2 separate regions of the Sus scrofa genome follow, and region 1 is linked to region 2. Evidence: chromatin contacts called from public Hi-C data. All regions are on one chromosome and are shown on one strand. Each heading gives the region's core, a stretch centred on a gene start, on an enhancer-like site or on the middle of the called end of the contact. The rest is flanking DNA. Distances are from core to core; before and after follow the strand shown. Region 1 holds the start of PTGES2 (prostaglandin E synthase 2). Region 2 holds the start of SLC25A25 (solute carrier family 25 member 25).

What was found. Hi-C and Micro-C count contacts between places; a contact is called where the count stands out from the background.
Region 1: a Hi-C map of skeletal muscle shows a contact between it and region 2, with 2.4 times the contacts expected there. The contact joins the promoter of PTGES2 here to the promoter of SLC25A25 in region 2. A contact is called at or near these places in 2 of 5 promoter capture datasets (fetal liver and liver), 20 of 47 Hi-C or Micro-C datasets (blood, embryonic fibroblasts, epiblast stem cells and 9 more) and 2 of 2 datasets of contacts at active chromatin or transcription factors (alveolar macrophages and skeletal muscle).

Annotation. Positions count from the first base shown.
Region 1 is chr1:268,590,028-268,593,277 of Sscrofa11.1, forward strand. PTGES2 (prostaglandin E synthase 2) reads right to left here and starts at 1,329. Exons shown (of 7, transcript XM_001927936.5): 1 at 540-1,329. The coding sequence starts at 809.
Region 2 is chr1:268,530,252-268,533,252 of Sscrofa11.1, forward strand. SLC25A25 (solute carrier family 25 member 25) reads left to right here and starts at 1,501. Exons shown (of 11, transcript NM_001164510.1): 1 at 1,501-1,622; 2 at 1,625-1,754. The coding sequence starts at 1,501. NAIF1 (nuclear apoptosis-inducing factor 1) reads right to left here and starts at 1,277. Exons shown (of 5, transcript XM_003480616.4): 1 at 1-1,277. The coding sequence starts at 312.

The DNA.
Region 1 (3,250 bases), core at 79-2,578, 60 kb after region 2:
GGTGGGGGGGGGGGTGGACAGGGAGATACAGAGAAATCTACTCCCCATCTGCCATTCTGGTTCCCTTGGATTCCGAAACCAGGCGCCTGTGGGGTGTGATGGGACGGGGCTGGTGCTGTGTACAAAGCATCGTAAGGGCAGCTAGGGTCATCGGTTTCGTAAAAACACTAATAATAGTACTAATAAATAAACACACAACCTCAGGATTTGGAGACGGTAGGAGGGAGACAAACGTTTGCTAAAGTGATAAACTGTGAAAGAGGCTTTCCGTTTCAGTGATCGCCAAATCTTTCTATTAAGAAGTCTTAAAGCCGGTTAGAAAAACGACCTTAAAACAAAGACAATTCTCGTTAGCTGACATTAGCGCCCCATTTCACAGATGAGGACGCTGAGGGATCAGAGACTTAAAACCAAGTCACTCGCTCAAGGTCAAGAATGGACAGAGGAGACGATTCCTGACCCCGCCGGTTCCCAGAAGTCCCGAAGTTCGGCGCTGATCCCAGCGCCCCCACCCAAGGCTCGGTCTGGCCAGGGCTTACCTGCGCGGCTGTGCGCTCCGCTCGGAGGTCCTGGGCGCGAAGGTGCCACCGCACGGTGTGGTACAGCCCCAGGGCGCCCCCCAAGGCCAGTGCTGCCGCCCCCAGGAGCCGTGGGCCCCCCTTGCGGGTGGTGGCGGTGGGGCCTGGGCCTCCCGCCGCTCCGGTGAAGCCCGCCCGGCTCTGCTCGGGGAGTCTTAGAGAGGGACGACCGCCCAGTCTCCAGGCCAGGGCGCGCCCGCTGGGCCAGAGAACCCGTGCAGCATGGGCCATGTTCGTTTCGCCGGCACCGCGGGAGGGCGCGAGAAACAAAGATGGCCCGGGCTCAGGCTCTCTCTAAAGGGGCGGGTCTCCGGCGCCTGGAGGTTGCCAGGGGTGACTGTGAAGCGGAGCGGGAAGGGACAGCTCTCATGGGACGGGGCGTGAGTCCCCGGCACCCAGCTTTCACACACCCGTCAGAAACAAAGAAACATCTAGGGAGATCTGCTAACTGTCCCCGCTTCTAACGCGTAGATGTAACCGGTCGCGGCGGTGACCCGGAGCCGAACGTAGGAACTCGGCCGCGTAGTTCGCCTTATGGCCCTCAGCGTCATCCGTAATATGCAACCAATAGAAAGAGATTGAACCCTTTAGGATACTGGGGATAGCGTCACGGCATCGGGTCCAGGAAAGCCACGGAAACTGCCCACCGGACCCGCAGTAGGTGGGAGCCCGCGACTGGGGCTTTTTCTGCCCTCCCGCACCGCTGCCCAATTTCTTCTGTAACCTGAACCATAAAATTTTCCGTGCACTCTGGGGGCTTTAGAAACCACGTGTCTCAGATTTCTCCCAACCCGAGGCGCCGGCTGGCCGACCCGCAGGTCCCCAGCGGCAGGATGGAACAGAGAGAATTGGGGTCCCAAGATATTCTGTCCCTCTGTCGGGCTCCTTCGCCCAAGTCGAGGGCCCGAGCCTCAGCCACCTAGGCTTCTCGGCGGGCAGCCCCAGGTTGGCCCCGCCCGGCGATCGCGAGTGGAGCGGTGCTCCTGGAGTGGGAGGGGGGATTTGTAGGCGGAACAGGTTGTGGGCGGGGCAAGACAGAGATTGAAAGACAGGCGGGCACAGAGCTTGACTGCCCCAGAAGAAGAGAGAGCAGGGCTGCTCAGAGGAACCTGCTCTGGATGGGGCGGGGCGGATCAGGGGCGGAGCTCGGGCCTCGGGGCTCCGACCCTGGGGTCAGGGCACCAGCCATCCGAGTGGGTTCCTTTGCCGCTTTCCACTCTTCCAGCTCTGAGTTCCTTCCACCGCCTCCACCTTCCTCCTGGTGCCGGCTGTCTGCGCGACCCTCGCCGCCTTGGATCGTCCCGCGGTCCTTATGGCGCCCTAGCCCGCAATGTCGGGACCTGGGCTCGGAAGGCGGGAACGACGGCTTTGGAGAAGCAGGCGACCCAGAGGGGCTGCTGAGGCGACATTTGCTTTTTCGGGGGTGCTCTCTTGGGAAGAGACCTGGGGTGTGGGATAGGGGCCGGGAAGGAACAGCAGAGCCCTCCTCCATCCCCTCGCCCCCGGGTGGGTCCGGAGCTGCAGGCGTGCTCCCGGGGTTCAGGGCGAGCACTGCTAGCGGGTCTCTGGAAACTGCAGCGTTCAAGAACTGTGGCCACAGGCCACAGATGAGGAAACTGGGGGCCTTTGGATTTGGATTTGTTCTAGCCACTTCTTTCAGGCCCGTTGGAGACGGGGGCTCCTCAAGAGGGCGGGGCCGGGCGTGGACCCTCTGGGTGGGCGTGCCAATTTGCTGAATCAGCATCCCCTGCCCCCTTTGCTGGTGTGGCCTGAAGCCCTGGTGAATGTGACTTGCTTACAGAAGCCGCCTGTTGCCTGCATAGCACTGCGGGGGGTGGGGTGGGGGTGTGGAGAGAGAACCTTCAGCTCCCTTCTCACCTTCTGGAGCCTCCGTTTCCCCATCTGCAAAATAAGAATGACGGGTAGTGTCTCCTGCATTGAGATGGGCCAGGATTAAATGAGAAAACGAATGGGCAGAGCCTGGAGGCTGGTGAGGCCAGTGTTTTAGAGAAGCCTATTTTTTGCCCACTCAGCAGCTTCTCCACCTTTGCCAAGTATAGGAAGGAAACCCAGTGATCCAATCTTCCACCAAACCACTTGGCAAATTCTCCCTTGTGTCCTCCTGGAAAGATTGGCAAGAGGTAGGGTCAGGCCTGCATCTCTGCCTGCCATCCAGTGCTCACTACCCTGGGTCCCTGTACTGCCTCTTCCTTAATTCATTCCAGCCAGGGGGGTCTCCTGCCTGTGGCTGAGCTGGATGGTTGCTCAAGTCTGAGCAAATCCCAGGAATGGTTGTGCTTTTCCCTGTTGCTGTGCAACATCTGGGGACAGGTGACTGAGACTCAGGGTTCTCATACAGAAGAGAGGACAGAGCCTCTGTCCAGGCATAGCCCAGATCCTACCAGCCCAGGAGCCCCATTCTGGGCTATAGGTTCTGTGACCTCCCATTCGTATCTGACCCTAGCGGCCAGTCTCCTGGACACATGAGCCCGCGTGGGACCCCACCCCTCCTTGTTTTCCCTCGCTCTGTCTTCTGCAGTCCTGCTGCTTAAGAACTGGGTTCCTCTGTGGAAACGAACCTGACTAGTATCCATGAGGATGCATGTTCAATCCCTGGCCCCGCTCAGTGGGTTAAGGATCTGGTGTTGCCGTGAGCTGTAGTGTAGGTCGCA
Region 2 (3,001 bases), core at 251-2,750:
GGCTCCGTCGTCCTCAGTGGGCCCTGGGGCCTCACCACCCTCCACAGCCGCCCGGACCTGGGCAACCTTGCGACGGACCTCGGTCTTGAGATCAGACCACTTTTTCTTGACCTCGGGCAGCTCCCTGCGGCAGGTGGCCACGGCATTGACCCTTCTCAGGATGCCATGCCACGCTGCGCTCTTGGCAGCCAGAGGGACCCCGGCGTTGAAGTGGTTCACCAGCAGGTGCTTCTTCAATTCCAACTCCTCCACGATGATCTCCACCTCTCGCTCAGAGAAGTTCATCTTCCTCTTCTTGGCTGGGACAGCCATGGCCTCTCCCCACCCCGCCTTTTAAATAAATTATAATCCCCTACCCGCCCAAATTCCCCTTCTCTTCTCCCTTAGCCTCGCTCCTCACCCACCCCCTCCTACAGAGGATAGGCTGGGCTTGTCCAAGGCCAAGCACCAGGCCTTTGGTAACCCCCCTCGTTACGCAAACTGCGTAGGGCCCAGCTCCGACTCGCTCAGCCGCTGCCAGCCAGCTGCGTAATGGCTTCCTGAATCTGCCTCTTCCGCCGGGATGTGCGGAGATCCGCCCACTTCCCCTCTTCCCGCCTCCCAGAGCTTCTCCAGGGGACCCACCCTCCCGGTTGGCCGAGGCTCACAGATTACGTCGCTCACTGGTTCTTTCCATCTGTCATTCAACCAAGGGCCCGCCTATTTACTGAAATTGGCCTGATGATTGGTCTAAAGGCGTGTCTGTCGCTACGGAGCGCGCCACCCAACCTAGCCTTAATTCATTTCCATTGGAAAATAGTCATGTCGTTCAATCATCAGTTTTACGAGTTTTGCGCCGTTAAATTCAGCTCTTTTATTTGTGGTTTAGGGAGTTAGATTACCAAAACTCGGCCTCCTGAGGATCTCTAGTGCTTGCGGCCTGAGATGTTGGCCAATTAATTTTTAATTCCATCCAGGTGCGCAAATTCTGCCTTGCAAGCGCATCTCACAGTTGCTCCTCACGTAAATCCTACTTCTCACCGGATATTACAATCTCTACGAATAGGACAGCTCCTCCAATCTTTACGATTCCTTCATCTAAACCACGTTTCTCAATGGAAATATGACACGGGGCCTTCTGCCTGCCAATCACAAGACTTGTGCCTATCACAGCGTGACTTCCTCTCTCGGCCGGACCCAGCCAATCCCCACCTCCCTCAGTTTGAATCGGCCCCTGGCTGAGCAGAGATCGCCCGCCCTCTCCATTGATCTGGGTAAGTCCAGGGCCGCGTGGGCAGTTCTTGGGGAGGCTCCGCCTCTCTAGGTGGCCGTCCGGTCTATGAGTGGCGGGCGTCGTGCCTAGGGGCGTGACCATCCAGGCGGCAAGAGGCGGGGCCGGGCTCCCGGAAGCCGCCCATCCGGCCAGCTTGCCGGCATCCCTGAGCCCGCGCTCAGTGTCTGGGGACACCCGCGTATCTTTCGTGCTCTCCCCGCCGGCCCGTTGCCCTTGCCTCGCGCCCGATGGTGAGCAGTGTGTTGTGCCGCTGCGTGGCTTCCCCGCCGCCGGACGCCGCCGCCACCGCCTCTTCGTCCGCCTCGTCGCCGGCGTCTGTAGACCCGTGCGGCGGCGCCGTCTGCGGGGGCCGGACCACCAGCTGCGCCTGTGGAGCCTCTTCCAGACTCTCGACGTCAACCGCGACGGCGGCTTGTGTGTCAACGACTTAGCAGTGGGGCTTCGGCGCCTGGGACTGCACCGCACTGAGGGCGAGCTCCAGGTAGGCAATGAGCTCTGTCCGCGTGGGCGGGGAGGGGACTCCCTTCGTTCCCCAGCACCTTCGGGAGGTCCAGGTGACAGGTCTGGTCTGCACCATCGCCTTCTTGGGCAATCCCTTGGAGCTTGGTTGTCTTGGTGGATGACCTCTCGGGTGGGCTGGGACCCCCTGGTGACAGATGGCACCCCATTTTCTGGTGGGAGTGGAGCTCCTTCTTGACCTCTGTGGGCTCTTGGGCCAGGAGGAAAGGCTCTCCTGGCTACAGGTGGGCACTCTCTGGACATTCTGATGGTAGAAAAGCCCCTTTCTGGTCGGGCTTTCCCCAAAGTAGAAGGTCAAATCTCAAAAGTTTGCCTTATGTCACCTTCTGACCTCAAGAGTAAGCTTTGATGCTCCCCTCTACCCTTCATTAATGGTTTCATCCATCCTCCTCCAGGGACACCCCTCACTCGCCTCTCCCGCTCCCTTCCATGCCGCCTGTGGGCCCTGATCTGGTTCCTCTCAGAAGCATGTGGAAGTTAGAAAAAAAAAAAGAAACTGGGGTTTCTGATGAATCTGGGGGTGTTGAGAACTGATGATTCTCAGGAGTTAGAGCCATCCCGTGGACACGCTGATTCAGAAGATGGAATTGTGATCTCTTACAGGGTTGCAGATTAGAATGAAAGAATTAGGGGGAAATCCTTCCTAAAAGTGAAAGTGTGACCCACCCAGGAGGGGGTATTGTTACTCTTGTCCTCCAATAGGCTCCCAGCCAAGGAGGAAGGGCAGACAAGAAGTGCTGTCCTTTCAGTATTAAAAACCTCAAGCAGAGGCTGTTTCTCTCCCTTCTGTCTCTCATGGTATGTTTCTCCATCTGACTTTGTAGCTGTGGCTGTCCTTTTCCACATGGTTCATCTATTATGGCTTAGCCCGATTTATAAACCTGGAGGAAAACTAATGAGCCCTTTACCTAGTAACCTGTTTCTCTTCGAAGTTTGTTCCTTTGGTCTGTTTATACACAGCGCAATTAGAGAATCTCTCAGAGCTAAGAGTGGGGAAACATCTGGTCCAATCCCTGTGAATTCAACCAATTTATGGACTGGGTAGTTTAACGTGAAGTGTTTTAAACTCATGTCCAAAATATCTTGGCTCAACATCCAAGATGTATAACCTACTCAGGATCAGCCTAGGAGACCAAGGGTAACCCTGTGCAAGAGAGAATCACTGGGTTAAGTCCGGGAGCAGAGAGACAAGTTTAAAAAAAAAAAAAC